Regions from separate parts of the Mus musculus genome. Here region 1 is linked to region 2. The links are chromatin contacts, called in public promoter capture Hi-C maps. All regions are on one chromosome and are shown on one strand. The core of a region is the stretch at or near the end of the contact, and the rest is flanking DNA. Distances in the headings are between cores, read along the strand shown.

Evidence for each region. Promoter capture Hi-C pulls out the DNA fragments that hold promoters and counts their contacts.
Region 1: a contact with region 2 is called in a promoter capture Hi-C map of stem cell-derived epiblast-like cells, with 3 times the contacts expected there. The contact joins two enhancer-like sites. A contact is called at or near these places in 3 of 39 promoter capture datasets (hippocampal neurons, liver and stem cell-derived epiblast-like cells) and 1 of 115 datasets of contacts at active chromatin or transcription factors (pancreatic cancer cells).

What each region holds. Positions count from the first base shown.
Region 1 is chr17:28,082,891-28,088,045 of GRCm38.p6, reverse strand. No RefSeq gene overlaps it. Among named protein-coding and RNA genes, the nearest start is that of Tcp11, 4.8 kb to the right of the region's middle. Within about 2 kb of position 2,930, at least 89 of the 459 cell types and tissues checked have an H3K27ac peak or open chromatin away from gene starts, as enhancers often do. A contact at or near this core is called in pancreatic cancer cells and stem cell-derived epiblast-like cells, where this site is marked.
Region 2 is chr17:27,035,260-27,039,958 of GRCm38.p6, reverse strand. It overlaps Ggnbp1 (gametogenetin binding protein 1), which reads right to left. Exons shown (of 6, transcript NM_027544.2): 6 at 3,581-3,846. The coding sequence ends at 3,793. Among named protein-coding and RNA genes, the nearest start is that of Ggnbp1, 8.4 kb to the right of the region's middle. Within about 2 kb of position 1,493, at least 147 of the 459 cell types and tissues checked have an H3K27ac peak or open chromatin away from gene starts, as enhancers often do. A contact at or near this core is called in pancreatic cancer cells and stem cell-derived epiblast-like cells, where this site is marked.

The DNA of each region.
Region 1 (5,155 bases), core at 1,681-4,180, 1.0 Mb before region 2:
TATTTGTGTGTAGGTTTGTGTATGCGGATGTTGGGTATATGTGTGTACACACACACACACACACACACACACACACACACACACACACACACCCCATTTGAGGGAGCTGTTGAGACAGAGCCTTGCTATATACTCTAGGCTATTCAGCCAGATCTCACTGCATAGCTCGGGCTGCTCTGGTAATTGAGACAATCCTCTTGCCTCTTCCTTAGTCAGCAGCTCAATGGGAAATTCCACAGCATGGAATTTGAGGGTGCCCTGGGAGGCCTCTATGTCTCTTGTGTTCCCATCTCTCTTAGCCCCGCATGTCACAGGTGTGTACATCACAGGCTTTAGGAACATCAGGGCTACACGTGAGTGAGCTTAGCACCATATCAGCCACCAACTTATCCTGTTCTTGCTTTCTCAGACTATCAGGGTCAGAAAATTCTTGCCATTCCTCAGCGAGCAGCAGAGACTCAGCCCTACTGACCTCCTTTTGTTCTGCCGGAGGCTGCAGACCCTCCAGCAAGGTTAAACCATTCCAGGAAGCTCTGGGGAGCCCAGGCTTCATCATGTAGACAACGTAGAGGGGGACTGTGGAGACAGTGTTAGGAAGAATCTAGAAGGTAGAAAAATGCAGTGTGTGTGTATGTGTGAGTGTGTGTGAGGTGTGTGTCTGTGTGCTTGTGAGTGTGTGTGTGAGTGTGTGGGTGTATGAGTGTCCTTATAGGTCACTGGCTGAGGTGTATGTGTAAATGAATTGTGAGACTGAGTGTGTGTGTGAAGGAAAATGTGTTATTTGTATGTAAGTGTGTGTGTGTGTATATATATATATATATATATATATATTCGAGTAAATGTGTATGTGTGAGTGTGTGTATATGTGTGTGTGAATATGTATGCATTGTGAGTATGTATATATGTGTATGAATGTGTATGCATATGTGTGAGTGTGTGTGACTGAGTGAATTGTGTGTATGTGTATGTATGAGTGTGTATGTGTGAGTGTGTACATGTGTATGTGTGAGTGTGCATATATGTGTGAGTGAATATGTACGTGTGCATGAATGTGCATATGTGTGAGTGAATGTGTATATGTGTGTGTGAGTAAATGTGTATATGTGTGTGAGTGAATGTGTGTGTGAGTGAATGCATCTGAGTGTGTCTGTGTGTCTGTGTATGTGAGCGTATATATGTGTATGTATATGTGCATGTGTGTGCATATATGTGTGAGTGAATATGTGTATATGTATGAGTGTGTATGTGTGCATGTGTGTGAATGTGAGTGAATGTGTGTATGTGAGTGAATGTGTGTGTGTATGTGTGAGAGAATGCCTGTGTGTCTGTGTGAGTGAATGTGTGTGAATGTGTGTATATAAGTGTGTATATGTGAGTGTGTGTGTTTGTGTGTGTGTGTGAGCTCACACTGCAACTTCCCCGTTCTCTTGTGGTAGGAAGGGAGAAAGAACTACAGAAACCTTGGTGTGTGTGACATCTCTACTGTTAGAGATGAGAGAGAGGCCGCGGTGGTCTGGGAGGAGGGAGGAGGGAGGAGGGACGTGGATGGGCAGTCTTTGTCCGAAGAGGACAGAGCGTTTGTTGAGGATGATGGAAAGGGCTTGGGTATAGATAAGTAACAATGTTACTCAACATTGTAACTTTAATTTATTTAAAATGTCCCGGAATTGTCTATGCAGGAACGGGTAAAGTGATAAATATTATACTATTTTACCACAAATAAAAACCCCTACAGCAATGACCCCCTAACTTCTCAGCCATTTCTTTTGAGATCAACTTCAAATAGACTGGCTCTCCATGTCACTCTTTGTCAGGTCATTATATTCAGCTCTCGGTACAATTTAGATAATTACAGAAGACAGGAATGATTGAAACCCATCTCTTGCTCCAGCTAACTCGCAGTGCCTTCATCCCTGTCCAGTCCTGTGTGTCCAGTAGACAGTCTTTACCGAAGTTGGTAAAATAAAACACAGGCCCCCACCTCCAGTGGGGGCCCCCGTCTGAGGAAATGGGCTATGTGAAATCCCAAGATTTCGAAAACAAAATTGGTGGCTGGTCATTTGCCTTACAAAGGCTGCCTCACTCAACAAAAGGGTTTGCTCAAACCGTCCTTTAAGAAGGGAGGCCCTGGAGCATTTAATGATATTATTGGATTAAAATGAAATCCCGTGGACCATTCAAGGACACCAAGTTGGAAGTATGTGAATGTATTGTATTGTGTTGAGAGCAGTCAGGGTTCTTGACAAATGGACCCAAAGAAACACACGAAGGAAACAAAACGAGTTTTCTTGGCCTAAAATCCTGGTGGCTGTCTGGGAAGTCTTTTTAAGAGTTCTGTAAGTGATTTATTTAAGACCAGTAAGGCCCGGAGGCCTGCGATGTGTCCATTTTATGAGAGAGAGCTGGTGTCATATTTAGGGTCAGAGTCATGACTCCTGCTGACCCCTGTCACCTGCCCTAATCAAAATGGGTTTCTGGGACCTGAGCTCAACTCTATCCTGACATGGCAAAAAAATAAAAATACAAAACCAAAAAAACCCAAAACCCTCTCTGTTGCCAGAAAGCATATTGGACAGAAATGAGGGCATTATTTATGTCTGCATTAGGTACATTCTGGGGCCCATAAAGGTTTAATTGTCCCTCCAACTTAAAAAAAAAATTATTATTTTTTTTAAATCCACAAAGAGGCTGCCAGCTTTTCCCCGGAGTTGAAAACCAACTGAATATAGTTCTTTGGGAACAGCTTAAGTGTGTAACTCGCGCCCGTGTCCCGGGCACAAGGAGCAATTGTTTTGGGGACGTAGCTTAGAGAACGTTTTCAAGTTGGCGTTTGTGGCTGCTGAGTCACTGGGGAGAGCGGAGGGGGGAAGTAGGCAGAGGGAGGGGGAATCCCAGGTTCTCCCTCGACAGTCTCGCTGCCCTCTGCTGCCCCCTACCGGTCGCTCGACAGAACCCTCCAGTTCTGCTGCCATGGCCCCAGCCCCAGTTCAATACAGAGTAATCATAGGCGCAACCTGTGACTACAAGGTTTAAGGGGTGCTCTGGAGAAAGGGTAAACTGTTTTGTTTTTTGAGGACCGTTAGCGACATCCACGGAGTGTGGGTTCTGGGCAAGTGTGCTGAGGGCTCTGGACCAGCAAAGTCCCTTGAATCTTGTTGAAGAAAGACTGGTTCAGAAGCAATGTCGTGATTGTAACTTCCAGAATCTTCTTTGTTCTGGACTCTGAGCTCTCTACGGGATCCGTCGCGATTACAGCCGCCACACTTCCCTTTGACCCTTAAGCCACCTCCAGATTACCTCAGCCTTTCTCATAGCCTTGGGGGGTTGTGGGGAGTCGGTGGAAAGAAACGCATTTGTCAAGAGACTAAAACCAATCGTTTTGACGTGCGGTTCTGTGTGTGAGGGAGGCCCCGGGGAGAGTCTGCCCCAGTTTACACGAGTCCAACTGGTTCCATTTAAATGTCCCGCACTGTATTTACTGCACCCCCACCGCTTGGGCCGGCTGTTTATCTTCCAGTCGACCTGACGGCCTTGGCCTCTATTTAACTTAAGCCCTCACTGTTTCCGTCCGTGACCTATCATTTACGCGGTTTTCCTTCAGAAGATGTAAATATTTATTTACAGTGTTGGCATTAACTCTTCCAAAGTTCTATACATCGCACAGTAAACACACTGAGCTGTGTGGATTCGTCTCGAAATTTTTTCCATAAACTGGTGGTGACCTTGGACCAGTCTTTCTTTTATCATCCTGAGCTCAGAACGGCTTTAGTAATATTAGGGGTTTTGTTTGGTTTGGTTTGGTTTGGTTTTTGGGCTTTTTTTGTTTTGTTTTGTTTTTTACTTCCCCATCCGCACCCAGGATTTCTTTTAAAATTTGAGTTCCCTCATAGCCACGTGGAACCAGCAGGCCACTGTTTTTTGTCTTTTGGTTTTTTTTTCAGAATATCTTTGGGGATTAGACCGACTCTCAGTATAATTTGCTTCCTAGGGTAGGGGTACACAGAACCGTATTTACCCAATGAGAATATCTATTCAGTCTCACTCACCCAGTCGGGGAATGGCGGAGGCATGGGGGCGGGGATTGTAGGGGCAGGGGCCTGGCATTTCTTTTCTTCAGTACTTTCTCTCTCCCTCACCCTCCTCCCCACCCCCAACACACCTCTCTTCCTCTCTCTCTCCTTTCTCTTTCTTTGACAGGTTCACATGTGGCTCAGGTTGGCCTCAAACTCTCTACATAGCCAAGGATGACCTTGAAAATTTTGGACCTCCTGCTTCTACTTCCCAAGTGCTGGGATTACAGGTGTGAAACATCAGGCTGGGGCTGGACGGAAATATACACACCTGCTTCTCAATCTGGGCTGTGGGGACCCAGGAGGACAGAGGCATTAGATAGCCTAGACAGGCAGCCCTTCCTTCCAGGGTGATAATTCTCAAGTAATTAAAGGGAGTGGGAATTAAGGGTTGGAATAGATGTGAGAGGCTGCTGTGGTGTTACTGCCTGGAAGCTAGCACTTGGGAGGCAGGTGTAGGAGCATCACACACTCGAGGGAAGCCTGGGCCACATATTGAGTAGGAGGCCAGCTGGGCTACAGAGCGGAGCGAGACTCAGTCACAGACAAACGGCCTTATAGGAAATCCTATGTGCTTGGGACCCCCAACCTTTCTCTGACCTGCCCCCGCCCCCCCGTGGAGTTCACCAGGACCCTACGTGCTACATCTCCTTGCACGTGGACAGCATCTCAGCCAGAGCAGAGCACTCAGTGTGACTTCAGAAGTAGCCTGTGATCTGGTCAACCTCTTGCCCATTCCTCTTGGTTACGCCTCGAAATGGCTCTCATCAGGCCTCATACGTGGGGACAGTCCAATGTGACACCCGCTTTTGCCTGTTTGCATGGGTGGGATTTGGGGGCTATTGTACGTGTTTGGAATGTAAAAGCGCCCAGTAAATCATTAAGCAGGAAGTCAGTGATTAACTAAGACACCCCCCCATCCCCCTCCCTGAGGAAGGAGGCCATATCTCCTCTCGTCCTTCTAGGCTCTTGACGATAACTTTTGCTTGGCTGCTTCTGATAAGTGTTAATGATAAGGATCCTGGACGTCTGCACCTTGCCTGGCTCTGGGAAAACGCTTCCCTTAGCCTTCCTCGGTTCCCTCC
Region 2 (4,699 bases), core at 244-2,743:
GGAGTCAGGATCTCAGGGAGCCCGGGCAGGCCTCAACTCACTTGGTATCCAAGAGTGACCTTGAACTTCTGACCCTCCTGCTTCCACCTCCCAGGGTGTCCCTGCATCACTTGGGCTTGGGGCCCCCAACCCAGGGCCATGTGCATAGGAGGCAAGCTCTCTTCTTTTAAGGGTGCTCTGTGAGCGTGCAGGATGGTTTTTTTTTTTGTTTTGTTTTGTTTTGGATTTTTTTTTTTTTTGGCTTTTCACCAGCCTACATGAGGAGTCTGTGGTTTTCCCATTTCACGCCTCCTACAACGGGGGTGGGGGGGTGGGGGTGTGGAAGGCTAGTCTGAGGTCATGTGAGTTGTTACAGCGGGAGTGGCTTCCAGCCTGATGTGTCCTGTCCTGTTGTCCTGTCCCCCCACCCCACTCCCCATCCTCAATTCCTCCTCCTCTCCAGCTGGAGAGGATTCTGCTGCAGGTGGCTGCTCACTCCCCAGCCTAGGCTGGCAGAGCCTGGGGCAGCAGCTCACCTGGAGGTCCCGCATTCCTGCCAGGGCCCTGGCTCCCAAGCACCCCCCAACCTGAGGCCTGCCCTGAGTTCCAGATCATCCCTCGGCGTGGACCTGGAGCTGCTTTAATTACCTTCCACCTCCACAGCACAACCTGAGACACGTGTAGCCTGCCCTGCTGCCCCGTCTGAGACAAGCACAGGCAGACACCTGGATCCCCGCAGATAGGCAAACCCTAGTTTGATGGACCCAGCACCCTGTCCCTAACAGCCCCGTGCTGCGGACCTGACCGTGGCCACTCTCCCCCCCAACCCCCCACGTCGGTTCAAGTGAGCAAACTGGAGGTTCCTCCCTGCCTGGTGGGCTGAGCCTGGCAGTTGGGAGTTCAGATCTGATGGATTCTCTTCTCATCCACCACAGGAGCCTGCGCCGGTGATGCCTAAAGGCTTCCTGGCTCTCATAACAGAGGTGGAGACGCTCCAGTCTCCAGATCAGACCCAGAGGTGTCTGTGGGCTTCCACTCACTGCTGGGGACCCCTCCTTCCACTGAAGCTCCTTGTTTAGAATGTGTGACATCATCACCTTGTCTGCCAAGCCAGGCCTCCCGCAGAAGCCAGCCCTGGATGCCCCCGCCCCCACCCCCCGCCCCGGGCTGGGGAGAGGCCTCGTGCCTGCATTGACACACACACACAACACACACACACACACACCCCTCTCCCTCTCTCCCTGCCCCCAGACAGCAACAGCACCCATATTCCTTCCCCCTCGGTCTCTGTGGTTCACAGGAATCCTGAAGTAGATTGAGCTGTGAGGCTAGCCCACAGACATGGAAGAGAGGAATGGGCCAACCGCAGACGGAACCAAGCCTTCGGCCCCCCGGGGGTGGGGTGGGGGTGGAGAATCTACACATCCCAAAAAACACTGCCTCTGCCTGCCTGCCTAGGCCCCGCCCTTCCCAGCAGCACCCCGACTTGAAGGAAGTGATTAGCAGAGCAAACTGGGCACAGGTGAGTCACCAGGTCACAAGGCCTGGCTGACTCAGGACAGCCGGCCCCTCCACCAGCCTCCTGCTCTAGACTCTGAGTCAAGGCCTCCACGGGCCAGGACCAGGAAGCCTCGGAGAGAGCTCCTGCTCTCCCCCAACCCCAAAGTGTCCCTAATTGTCTCCAACCACCCCCTGCACCCCCCCACAACGATGGCAGGGGGGTGGGTAGGGAAGATGGGGAGCCTGTTATGCCTTCTTCAGTGAGCTAGGCTGGTCTATAGTGAGTTCTGCAGCGTACGTTCCACCACTCCAAGGTGATGGCTCCTCACCGGGCACCGGCCAACAGTGGCTACCATCACTATGATCAGTCACTGCCAACCCAGTCACTGGCCAACCCAGGCACCGTGGCACTCACCTGTAATCCCAGAACTCAGAAGCAGAGCCTGGCAGAGAGGGAGATGGGGACCAGAGCTGCCTCCGAAGACAATCAATCAATCCGACCTGATAGAGACCTGCAGGCTCTCTAGCCCAGCCGGCTGAAAACCAGATGTGTGGGTAGCACAAGGCAAGCTTCCCCCCACCCCCCATAAGCCTTCAGGGAGGCTTGGAGTCCAGGTCCAGGAGAGGAACAGGCCCTGCTGAGATAGCAGAGACCGCCTGGACCACAGCACTTCCTGGTGTCCCAGGAAACCTTGCTGAAGGCCACTCCTCCACACTCAAGTTCCCTTTGCCTCTGGATTTAGGCCTTTGCATCCACATAGTACCCCTTTAACACACACCCCCAACCTCTACCTGGGACCTCTGAAATACCCAGCCGTGACCAGCATCTAGTCTGGGAGAGCCGTTCTCCTGAACTTTCTTTCTTTTTTTTTTTTTTTTTAAAGATTTATTTATTATTATATCTAAGTACACTGTAGCTGTCTTCAGATGCACCAGAAGAGGGCATCAGATCTCACTACAGATGGTTGTGAGCCACCATGTGGTTGCTGGGATTTGAACTCAGGACCTTCGGAAGAGCAGTCGGTGCTCTTAACCACTGAGCCATCTCTCCAGCCCCTCTCCTGAACTTTCACATCTTCAGCTGTCAATTTGGCACATCTGGGAAGAGAGTGTTAACTCAAGGATTGCCTCCATTAGATTAGCCCTCGGTGTGCTTGTCCTCCTTCTCTTGATTGCTAACCGTTGCCAGGGGGCCCCAGCCTGTTGTGGGCGGTGCTATCCTAGGGCAGGTGGTCCCTGTGCTCTACAGAAAGGCAGCTGAAGGGCAGAGGACCCGGGTTTGGTTCCCAGCCGCCACATTGGGCGACTTACACTTGTCTATAACACCTGTTCTAGGAATCTGATACACTCTTCTGGATGCTGAGGTCACCGGTACTTAACACACACATGCGCTCTTGAGACACACACACACACACACACACACACACACACGATTTAAAGTAAATCTTAAAAAAAGAAAAAAGGTGGCTGAACAAGCCAGGGGAGAGAAACCAGTAAGCTTTGCCCTCCATGACCGTCTTGCCCTCCACGGCCACTGCTTCTGTTCTTGGCTTGAGTTCTGGTCCTGACTTCTCTCCACCATGAACTGACTGTAAGCTGTAAGATGAAATAAACCCTTTCCTCTCCAACTTGCTCTTGGCCGGAGCTTTATCACAGCGACAGAAAGGCAAACTAGAACGTACACCAGCTTCAGGGAACCCTTCCTCGCCTGTCCCCATCCCACCCCCAGCAGCCCTCACTGGTGCCCACAGCTCAGGGCCCCTTTCCTGGCTTTGTCCCTGAGCTGCCTGGGCAGGAGCTTCCTGCCCCGGAGAATTCCCGGATCCTCCAAGCCAGGACACAGTGTAGCCTGGGAACTCTGGGAGAGAGGGCAGTTGGGAGCTCTCCTCCTTGCTGGCAGACAGCACCTCCAAGTTAGCCTAAATCCCCTTCCTTCCTTCCTTCCTTCCTTCCTTCCTTTCCTTCCTTCCCTGCCCTGGAGCCCATTGGAGGCCCCCACACTAGCTGATCCGTGAGCACAAATTGGAGGCTGGAGACCCTAATGATCCGGCTCATTCCAGGAGTGAGGGAGGGAATGGTACGGGGACAGACAGCCCAGGAGGTGAATGCCAAACTAAGCTTTTATTAATAACGTCATCTGCAGGAGTCTGACGGGTAGGGACAGTGCCAGGCAGGCCAACCGCACACACACAGGATGCTACTCATCCCAAAACCCAGGGCCCCAGGGACTCCTTGCATGTGTCCCAAGAAGAGGCACACGCCAGACTGGGGTCCCAGGAGTGTGGGCACGGTGGGCTCCTGCCGGCACGGGCCTCAATCTGGAGGGGGCCAGTTTCCCATCTCGTCCATCTCCTCCAGGAGCAGGTGCTGCGAGCAGACATGGGTCAAAGAAGATAGTCCCTGCTCTGCCTTCTGGAACCTTCCCATCTACTCTCCCCCTTCACTCCTTCTGTACCCCATGCCATCACCTTTTCCAGACCTTCCCCACCACCCCAGAGCTGACCCAGGTTTGCTGACACTGAGCCGACTACCCCCCCCATGACGTAGGAACGCTTCTCCTTAGACTTCTGGGTTCCTTGGAAGCTGGAGGCCCTGGCTGTTCCTCTCTTCCCTTTTGCCTCTGCTCTTCTGCAGACTTTCTTCTAGCCGAATGGCCCTTCGACTGCCTTAATGAGCATTCATTCCCCCAGGGCCCTGGCATTCCCCAAAAGCTGAGGAGCCTGTTCTGTCCCCCTTAGCCCGTGGTCCTAAGGGCTGAGGAGGAGGAAGTGGTGGGGAGACGTGGGACTCTGAAACACTTGCTACCGGAGAGGCCAGGGGTGGGGTGCGCTGGGGTGGGGTGGGGTGGGGCAAACGCGTTATCCAGAAACTCCCAGTCTCTTAGTGCTGTCAGTGCTAGACCACGACTGACCGTGAGCCCAGGATGTCAAGGATGGGCAGGCTCACGAGGTCCTGGAGGAGGACGGGCCCTGGGGCTGGAGCCCCTCAGTATGACAGGAAAATTAAATTCCCACACGGGTTTAGTGGCTAGGGATGTGGGGGTATCCTGGGGCATGGGCGGGCATGTGGGCAGGTTTAGTGCAGCCTCAGCCCAGCAGGTGTGAATTCCTGGTGGAGTCACACCGGTGTACTCCACTGGAGTCCTGCTGCCCTGCCAAGACCCAAGTGAAGATGACGCAGCAGGAAGGCCTGGCTAAACTCTGGTTGTGAACCCAGGCCT